2 separate regions of the Gossypium hirsutum genome follow, and region 1 is linked to region 2. A link is a contact called in public Hi-C data. All regions are on one chromosome and are shown on one strand. Each heading gives the region's core, a stretch centred on a gene start, on an enhancer-like site or on the middle of the called end of the contact. The rest is flanking DNA. Distances are from core to core; before and after follow the strand shown. Region 1 holds the start of LOC107903715 (tRNA-dihydrouridine(47) synthase [NAD(P)(+)]-like). Region 2 holds the start of LOC107893900 (pentatricopeptide repeat-containing protein MRL1, chloroplastic).

Region 1 (5,390 bases), core at 2,783-5,282, 830 kb before region 2:
GTGGCGGAATGAATTCGACCGAGAAGAGGGAAGGGAACAAAAGGGCCGCAGGAGCAGACATTGCTCCGAGCGGTAGACATTATAGAAGTGTTTCAATGGATAGTTTTATAGGGAAGTTGAACTTTGGTGATGAATCTCCGAAATTACCACCTTCACCTGGGAATCGGCTCGGACAACTGTCACCTAGGAATTCAATCGACGGGAATTCGGCTGCCTTTAGTTTGGAGTTTGGAAATGGTGAGTTCACCGAGGCTGAATTGAAGAAAATTATGGCAAATGAGAAGCTTGCTGAGATTGCTATGACTGATCCAAAGCGCGCAAAGAGGTATCCTATTGTTCAAGTCTATTGCTTGATAACAAAAGCTTTTCACTTATACTTATTTTGTTTGGCTTTTGAAGGATTTTGGCCAATCGTCAGTCTGCTGCTCGTTCCAAAGAACGGAAGATGCGGTACATTTCAGAGTTGGAACACAAGGTTCAGACTCTGCAGACTGAAGCTACCACATTGTCTGCTCAGCTAACACTTTTACAGGTTGAGGATTTAGAGTACGGCATGTTATAGCAATATTTTCTAGTTTTAGTTTTCTTATTTCTCATCATCAACTTTAAATTTATGTAGAGAGATTCTGTTGGGCTTACAAATCAGAACAATGAGTTGAAGTTTCGTCTTCAAGCCATGGAGCAACAAGCACAACTCCGTGATGGTATGATTCGATTTCCATTTTCTTAAAACTGTACCTTTCTTTTTTGGACAAAGTATTAAGACTTTTGAATTGTAAAGCATGCAATTATGGTTGACCGATTGGATGTGTTGAGCAATTATTAGCTGTTTGTTTAACATGCTTTTAATGAGTGTTTTGTGTTCTTAGTTAGTGTGCTTGCATTTTCATGCTCACAGCTGCACATGCTACAAAATTTTGTCCTTGCATTGAAACCGATTCAGGAAAAATGTCCCTTGTATGGTAGTGTCTAATTGTTCTTCCCATCTTGTGTGCCATTTTTTCTGGGTAATACTGCAAATTTGCTGCTTCTACGTTTACAGAACTATGAGAACAAAAAATTCGTAAACCATGCTGAGCTTTTAAGGTTGCAATAAATATTATTATCTTGTATAGGAAACATATGGATTTTACTTTTAATTGATTATGGTGCGTCATTTCATTTCATTTTTTCATGGTGCAAGTGGATTTTCCTTGCCCTTTCCATCATCCTCATATTTAGTATCTTCGAAGAAATGATGTTTCAAAGATGGTAAATAAGGTGCTGTAGTATTTTTTATATTTCACGCTAGGAATAAAATATAAAAGACTACTATTAGGAAAGTTGTGCCATAATCGTTGGTTTTGTCTTGAAGCTACATTATAGATCAATGGTGGAAGCTTAAATTGCACCAAAAATCATATTGCATTGATTAGCCATATGCCTCTACCTGCTACTCATGAAGTCTCATATAGGTCATGGCATTAAACCTACTGAACTTCGTGATAACTTTTCTCCTAAGCGGAGTTGGTTCTTTGCATATATGTTGTTCTAATTCATCCTTTCGATAACTCTGATGATTTGTTGTACCAAGTTCTCCATTATTCTACAACTGCATTGCCTGAAATTTTATGCTCGAGTGTCTTATCCTTCATTTTTGTGTTGCATTTGGAAAGCTCTAAACGAAGCATTAACTGCGGAGGTCCAACGATTAAAACTCGCTACTCAACAGCTAGGTGGTGATTCCGACCCTTCAAAAGGCATGGTTTCCGAGCCGCTTTCTGTTAATCAGCAGATGTTCCAGCTTAACATTTCTCATCAGATGCAGAAGCAGTCACCTCCACAGCCCCAACAACAGAATGGGAACACAACTGCAAAAACCGAGTTGAATCAGTAGCTTGGTCTCTGGGAAGCTTTGAAAACCCATGATACCCCCGTTTCTCTTCACCTCGGGTATTCATTAGTTTTCAACGTCCCGACTTCGGAGGATTTCAACCTGCATCAGATATTCTCCATCTTTAGATGATGGGACGAAGTAAAAACATACATCAGCTTGAATAATCATAATATCGGTTATAATCAAATCTTTTTAATTTATTTATTTATGATAGATAAATCATTTTGGAATGTAAGCATTAAGTTGACATACAGGATTTGTTTCATTAACATTACAAGAGTTGATCTTTAACTCTTCTGTTATATTCTTTTTTTTATTTAATTCTCTTCTCATTTCAGTAAAAGAGTTTGGGCATTTCATTTGAGCGACTCTGGTTTTTTTCTTTTGCAGTTTGTTCTATCAATTGATTTTCGATGTACTTTGGGTATTTGCACAAGTTGAGTTTTATTGCACCAAAATGTAGCAAAACCAAACTTGTGAACTGAGAGAGAAAGAAAGCTAGTGTTTTCATCCCATGTATGTGTTTAATCATTCACTAAGCAGGCAGTGTGATAAGATTGGGACTTGGAAGCAATTAATCTGAAATCTTTCTTTTTAAAATATCAGATCAGCAAAAACTTTTATCACAGAAGAGCTTTCTTTGGCATATTCAGAGCATAGTTTCTTGTTCATTTGTAAAAAGTTTGAAACTTACAGAACATTTGGTTGGCTGGCATGAATAGCGAACCCATTCTGGGTTTATTCCAAGGGGAATAATTATTCCATAATTTGGTTTAATAAATTCCTTATTCAGCCGATTTAGAATTTATATCTCATTACCGACAATAACGAATTACTATTCTTCATTCTTACTAAAGAATGGCTGTTCCGCACAACAGCGAATAGCATTTATATATATTTAAAATTTTACCCTCATCATTTCAAGTTAAACCAAGACAACTTTTGTTAAATTTGATTTGGTTTTTTCAATATCATTCTCACTACAGAGGCAATAAAACAACTTTTTCGGTTTTTTCTATTTAAGATTAGCACTAAGGATTTTAAGCCTTTAAATTTTAGGAGTTCACAACAATTAAGAAAACCAAAATGAAGACTTGGAGCGATGGAAGACCACAAAAAATGCAACGGAAGCTGAAGATTATTTTTGTAATCAAAGTTTATTGTTATTTTGTTTTTTGAAAAATCCAGTAGAAAATAAAAAAAGAAGTTACAAGAAATCTGTGATGAAATTCCATAAAGCCTTGACGATGGTTGATAGTGACAATGAGATCAGTTGCCACGATGATGAGTTAAGAATGGAAACATTCTGAACAAATCAAAGTTGGTCAATTAAATTAAATTAAAAAAAAAACCAGGTAGAACTCCAAAAAAAGAAGAAAGAGATAAAAGTAATATTAAAATAAAAATTTTATACTTTTATAAGTAGGATTTTAATAATATTTCTAAATTTTTAAATATGATTTTTAGATTTATTTTTGAAAATTAAATAAATTATTGGTAAATAATGTTATTATTATTTAATGTAAAAGGTGAAATTATTCATTTTCAAATAGTATGTTTTGACATAATATTTATAAATTTATTAAGAAATGAATAATATATTATACTATTAAGTATATTTATAATATATATTACTAAATTGTAATATTTAAATTTTCTACATATATTATTTTTATGAATTATATCAATTTTAATAATAATAGAATAATAAAAATATTATTATTTAATTTAAGGATCATAATATCGTTGAACACTTATTACTTTTCTCTTTCTTACTATCAATCTAGCCAGCTTAATACTATTACTTGTTTATTCTATTCAATCAACTAAACAATATAATATCTATTATTTTTATATTCTATTTCTACACATAATTAATACATTCCTAATTTATTCTATTTTATTAAACCAAACATGGCGATTGGATGGTAGAGTGGCTTAAGAGGTTAGACTCAAGTTCATGGTATGGCTTTAAATCTTTCTAATAATATTATCCTTTCCCTTTTAGATGAAACGACGCCGTTTGCTTTTTACTCTCCACCAAAACACGGCCTCGTTTTCGTCCTCACTCTCCTCATGAAAACGGCATCGTTTGCTTCTCAGGATAACAACGACATCGTTTTGTTTCTCACCGTCCGCGTAGTAAAGGCGCGGCACTTTTGCCCTGTGAATATGTGGTTACCCACGTTATGTACACTTACAACAACAATCCCACTGAACATAAACCCTAATCAGGAGCCACTCCTCGTTACTGGAAACAGAGCTTTAATCACTGCAGGAGATTGACAGGGAACTGAGTGCCCTCACCCAGCGAACTCGCCATCGATGGATGACTGTCCGAAAGATATCTGTGCGGTTACAGACTCTTCGACGGAAGGGGTCCCGGCTTCACAGCCGCCTTTGGACCCGAATGGAACTACTCAACGTTCACCGGAAGAGTTAGTAGCTCGAGCCATTGCACCTGTAAAGCGAGAGTTTCTTCGACCTCCACCATCCTCTAGAACCACCCAAAACAACCCCGCCTCTGACACCAACGTCAAGCAACCTCAGGCAAACGTTGTCCAGGAAAAGAAATCGAAGCGGCAACTCAAACGAGAGCGTCGTCAGGTCCCAATTTTCTTAACCTGATCTGTTTCCCTTTACAAAAGCAATTGTTATTTGCCGGCAGGGAAAAAAATCTTTTTTTTTTGTTGTTGTTGTTGTTGTAGTAGTGGAATGTAAATTGAAAAGTGATCGTTGAAGATTTGTTTTTCTCCTTCAGGAGCAAAATTCTCCTTTGAATCTATGTCCTGAGATAGCAAAGACGGGAGATGTCAATGCATGTTCTTATAAAGATAAATGTCGTTTCAGCCATGACATTGAAGCCTTTATGGCTCAGGTATTTGAATACCCATTTCCTGACTTTATAATTTGATCAAATCTTGCTAATTGGGTTTTTTTAATAGTTTTTTTTTTGTATGTAGAAACCGGCTGATCTAGAGGGTGACTGCCCATTTATAAAAGCTGATGCACCCTGCCCTTATGGTTTAGCCTGTAGATTTGCAGGCACGCATAAGGATAATGCTCCCATTGCTACTTCTAATTTATTGAAGAAAAGCTCTGAAGTCAATGGACTAAGCAAAGATGTTCAGAAGCTTTTGTGGAAAAACAAAATGCGCTTTACTAAAGCGGATGCTGTAGTTAAATCTCTTGGACTGGCGGTACAATGAAATAATTCTTTTATTGGTCCTTATTTCTTGCATTTCTGTTCATTCCATCTTGTTTTATAATCATTATGGTTTATTGTTAGTAACTTGTTATCAACGCGATAATTCAGGGGCCCAACTGGAAAGTAAAGAAGCTGGTAGATAAGGAGGAAGACGAAGTTGGTTTAGATGGTTCTCATGCTGCTGATGAGACCAATTGCAAAAAGGTGCTTGATGATTCAGTTGACTGTTCTGAGTGTCCTTCAACATTTCCAGCAGCAGTTAATGCTGAGGAGGCATGTGAAACTGATGAGTTGAGACCCTTGAAG
Region 2 (5,117 bases), core at 1,140-3,639:
ACTCTCATATAAGAGAATAACATTAATACCAGTCCTTCTTACTCTGGAAAAATCAAAGAAATATATCTAATCACTGGCCCTACCTTATCCATATCCAGTAAACCTTTTTGTTCCATATCTTCAAGCAAATCAACACAGTCACTTAACCTAATATGAATCAAAGATGATGTCAAGAGGTGCAAATAAACATAAAAGAAGGTTTCAAGAGCTGCCATCATGAAATTAAAATCTCTCAATCTCTAATAGTAAAAATGATGAATTTCGCTTAAGTTCTAGTTCATTTTAAAGACAAGCTTTTGATATGATATTAAATTAGTCTTTAACAAAGGGAGCAAATAAGGTTTCTGAACATGAAGACAATGGCAAGTTACCTTCCACATCTTAGTAAACAATTGTAATAACTCAAATACTCTTCGGGATGGAGATTGTCATTAGCAAGCTCCCCATTTGGGAAGGGAAACTGGGCCAACTTTGTATCCTTCTCCTGAATCAAGTGTTTTTTTCCCTTGTCTCTTGGAGATTCCATACCCCTTCCCACGTCTTTTCTTTTGTGAGAAAAGCCCCCTTGGAAATTTGCCTGAGTTACTTTTCCTTCAACCATATCTGGATAAGAAGTGCCCTTTAAACAATGTTAGTAACCAGGGAAGCCAAAAAGCAGGACTAACTGCTGAAATATGGATCAAAATAAAGAAAAGAGAGATGTTAATGCTAACTACAACATACATTAAAATGGGATCATAATGACAGATGTCTTTTTTTGGCATAACCTGCTGTTTGGAGAGAATTCTTTGCTGATAATGCATCTTTGTTTAGTTCACTGTTCGGCTTCAGCTTCAGTGAAGAAAACTTATTGCTATTTGAAGAGAGAACATGAGAAGACACTGGTCTTAGAGTCAAGTTTGATGAAGATTTTGCCACCAAGTGATCAGCCTCGTAGAAGGTGTGAAGCTCTTCTCTGCCGGATTCTCTGAATATGTCATAATTTCTAACTTTATCTTCTCCGACAAGGACAACAGCATCTTCTACTAGAACAGAAGAAGCACTAGACTTGGGTTCCACAGCTAGTCTAGGGTAATCAGCTTCAAATTCATTTACTCGTTCTTCCAAATGAAGTCCTGACCTTTGTGTTGCAAAGGTAAGTGGCTGTCCTGCTCCTGATTCAAGCAGCACAGTAGGTTGAAGAGGTAGAACAGTAGTTCCAGATTCTTCAAGAACATCAGAATCATTAGTATTAAATGCAAGAAAATCAGCACCATTTGACTCTGATGCCTTAGACAACGTGGAATCACCATTCACCACAGCAGTTTCTTGCAAAAACACCTCTTTACTTTCAGAAGCATCATTCACTTCCTTCATGTGCTCTGTCAAACCGCCATTTTCTTTTGCAAAAGTATCCCTTTGAAGATCCCCCGCCTCCAAAATCTGATGGTCAGCAGTCTGGATCACCACATCTTTTCCTTGTCGTTGTTGACGTAAGGCAGAACGTGACGAACCAGATACCTGTGCGTGGGCATCATAATCGAAAAAGTTAGTCACGTCTAAAAAAACTCAACTAAATCCAAAGGCAACCCAAATTTCAGAATTTAGTGAATCCTAATATAGAAAGGAAAATCATCAGAATTACCATGACATAAACTGTGCACCCAAGTTAGTTCTGCAACAATTATAATATAAGCATCAAGGAATATAAATTTATGATCAAAAACGTCTTCTGAATGTTTAAACCAACTTTCTCATTTTTAGCTGTGCATTCACAACTCAAAATTTTCAAACCTTCTCGGATAGTTCTTTCCAAAACAACCATAATCCCACGTCCCAACACTTGAATAATGAAAACCAGCTACCCCAATTCAGCAGAACTTTAGCTAAACCAGACTTCAATTCAATCAGTTAAGTAAACTCACCTTTTTTAAAGTCTGACTCTTTCTAAAAAATTGATTATAGAAAGCAAGAGAAAAAGCAGATAAAGCGGTTACACCGATGAGAACGAAAACCAAATTGGAGTCGATAGAAACTCTGGAAACAAAGCGGGGAGGTTGGAGGCGCAGAAAGGTCAAGTTTTTGCGTTTCCTTCGGAGAGAAGAAGCACCTCCGGGAGGCCAGAGGGAGTGAGTGAAACCAAGGAATTGTCGGCTGATTAGAGGACGGGTAGTGGAAGAGGAGAATGGGTAAGAAGGTAGGAAATTTGGGGTTTGGAATTTTGGAGACAAGAAGATTAAGTTGGAATCCATAGAAAGAAGCTCAAAGAAAAAAAAAAGAGAGGATAGAGTGGCAAAAGAGAGAGGAGAGGAGCTTATCGAGTTCAACGAAATGAACGATGTTCAGTTTCAGTTGTTATTAGTGATCCACTACCGGATATTGTTGCTGACGTAGCAAAAAATGTCTCTCCTCTTTTTCTTCAATTAAAATGTTATTTTCAAAGGAAAAGAGAAACTAAAAAAGGTTAATTTCCTAGGTCAAATTCTGCGTTTTTATTCTTCAATTAGATAAATTTTAGTTATTTTATTTTGATTAATTTTAGTTTATGTGGTTAAATTTTGTTATCAGTGATATACTATGTTTAAAGTTGGTTCATTTTCTTCAATTAAATCATTTTTAGCCTCTATTTTTTGAATTTAAAATTTTTAATTTTGATGCAAAAGATAATCGTTAATATATTAACTTTCTTTCTGTAAGTAATATGTGAAAATAATAAATTGATAAATTAATATAACAAAACTTAATAAATTTAATAATTATTATTTGCTTAAGATTAAATTTCTAAATTTTAAACTACATAAAAATCTCGTCTATACCGAAGTTATGTTTATATCAAATCTAAGGCCAAAGTTTATAGTTGATGTTAATAATGCATTTGTTGAAGTTTTGAAGCAATAAGAATAAAGGGCATAATATGCCATTATTTGTGATGCATATGTTGAGTTACTTCTATTCTTGTGAGGGAAGAATGTTGGAGACATTTATTATATTTTTGGCTTTGACAATATGCCTAATTTTTTTACATAGAGTTATTGAGGTTATTACTTGCAAGATTGTTAATATAAATCTACTTTTGCTAAATTATTATTATTATTAAATTTTAAAGTTTAAAAGAATTGTCAACGTTTTAATTGTCAACGTATTATAATGTTTTATTAATATTGAGATTAAAGTCTTTGTTGTGTTGACTTCACTATCTACTACGAGTGTTTTTTATTTTTTTCTCTGAATTATATAGTTCTATTCATTGAATTGAGAATAATTGACTTGAAAGGTATATAAAAGTATGGAGTAAATTAAGCTTTCTTGCCCCATATAATGAAATTATTTTAAACTTAATTCTAGTATTTATTGGGTTATATTTGACAAATTTAAGGGGCTAAATTATCAATAAATGCCGAATTTTTTTAAAATTTACCAAATTATGTCTTATTTGGAAGAATTACAAGAATAGGCCGATTTTGCGAAATGCTTCCAGCTGGAAGCGTTTTCAGGTGAAATTCAAAAAAACGAGTCCAAGTGAAAATATTGTCAAGTGATTTGCAAAAAATACTTTCAACTAGAAATGCTTTCAGCTACATCAGTACTAAAAATGAAAGAACCAATTTTTTTATTGAACTTCTTTTTATAACGATAATATTTGTACAAAATTTTATAATGTTTTGTTTTGTTAGAATTTAATGTTATATAAAATTTTCTTTAATTTTTAAAAATTAAGGGTAGTCTTTAATTTTATGTTATTAGTTGAAAGAGTAAGCAATTTCACATTGTCTAGAAATAAGCTGTAAATAGATTATGAATTTATATATACCCATATCTCACATCACTTAAAAAAATAAGAGAAATAAAACTTGGGATTTATATAAAGATTTGTTTTGTAAATTTTATTTTCACATTAATAGGTGGTACCAAAAAAAAAATTATTGGTATTGCAACTTTTAGTGTTGATGTGAAGCTCAAAAAGCGTTTCCAATTGGAAGACTAAAAACCTTTCAACTGGACACTTTTTCATAAAATAGACTTATTCTCGTAATCCTTTCAAAAAATGGCCTAATCTAATAAAATTTTAAATAAGTTGGCATTTATTGATAATTTAGTCAATTTAAGGTAGCATTTATAATTTCATTTTTTTTAGTGTGAGACTTCTTCATTAAAAAAACAATGTTAAATTTATTTAAATTGCAATATATATTTATACATTTCAATGAAATTCTTAAATAAAAAAATTAGAAAAAAATTTATTATTAGACATTACGAAAATGTTCTTGTTTCCAACTCAAGCCATGCATTCATCACTAATTAAATTTATAGATTTAATTTTTTTTTTTAAAAAAGTATTTAGAATTGATGTTGTTTATTGATTTAATTAACAATTAAATTTAATATTCTAGAGTAGCTATGAAAAGAATTATTTTTTTAAATATGAAAATATTTATGTTGCGTTTGTTTCAATTAAAATAATTTTCAAAAAATGAGTTAAGAAAATTTATCAAATAATAAAAAATGTTTTACATAAAAACATTCAAATATAAAAAATTATTATAGTTTTCAAAAAATCATACTATTTTCTAAAAAACATTTTTCAAAAATTATTTTTAGTGAATCAAATAGATCCTAAATCCATAACTTACTGTAAAAACTAATAATAAATCTAACCAATTTCTAACATATTTTATTTCATTTAGGATCCAATTGTTAAACAAATATTTTTATTGGGTGATAAAACAACTTATAAAGCTTAACTAGTAATCATCCAATTAAGTCCTAGATACTGTAACACCCCTCACCAGTTCCGGTCACAGGAACCAAACAATTAAATGTTACGAATAAGTACAATCCAATACGAACAATATATAATTTAAAAAAATCAGTTTATTATAATTAATTCATAGATAATGTGTTTACACATAATTCTCGTAATTATACACTATGCAACATAGCAAATTGAATTCAATAAAGACCTATTTGAAATAGTCTAAGCATAATATGGATTTGAAAAATGAAATTTCAAAATCTTAAAATTGGTATCGATAATTCATAGTAGGTATCAATACTGCTTTGGTACCTTATGAAAATTTGATACCAAGTTATGATTCTGTTTATTACCTCAAAACATAAGTATCGATATTTATTATGTG

The links. Hi-C and Micro-C count contacts between places; a contact is called where the count stands out from the background.
Region 1: a Hi-C map of leaf shows a contact between it and region 2, with 2.2 times the contacts expected there. The contact joins the promoter of LOC107903715 here to the promoter of LOC107893900 in region 2. A contact is called at or near these places in 6 of 34 Hi-C or Micro-C datasets (callus, hypocotyl and leaf).

The regions. Positions count from the first base shown.
Region 1 is chrA13:43,539,765-43,545,154 of Gossypium_hirsutum_v2.1, reverse strand. LOC107903715 (tRNA-dihydrouridine(47) synthase [NAD(P)(+)]-like) reads left to right here and starts at 4,032. Exons shown (of 10, transcript XM_041086141.1): 1 at 4,032-4,483; 2 at 4,638-4,754; 3 at 4,840-5,076; 4 at 5,193-5,390. The coding sequence starts at 4,202. LOC107903717 (bZIP transcription factor 29) reads left to right here. Exons shown (of 5, transcript XM_016829861.2): 2 at 1-325; 3 at 400-532; 4 at 620-704; 5 at 1,656-2,240. The coding sequence ends at 1,876.
Region 2 is chrA13:42,711,831-42,716,947 of Gossypium_hirsutum_v2.1, reverse strand. LOC107893900 (pentatricopeptide repeat-containing protein MRL1, chloroplastic) reads right to left here and starts at 2,389. Exons shown (of 19, transcript XM_016819043.2): 1 at 1,905-2,389; 2 at 768-1,500; 3 at 372-603; 4 at 84-147. The coding sequence starts at 2,231.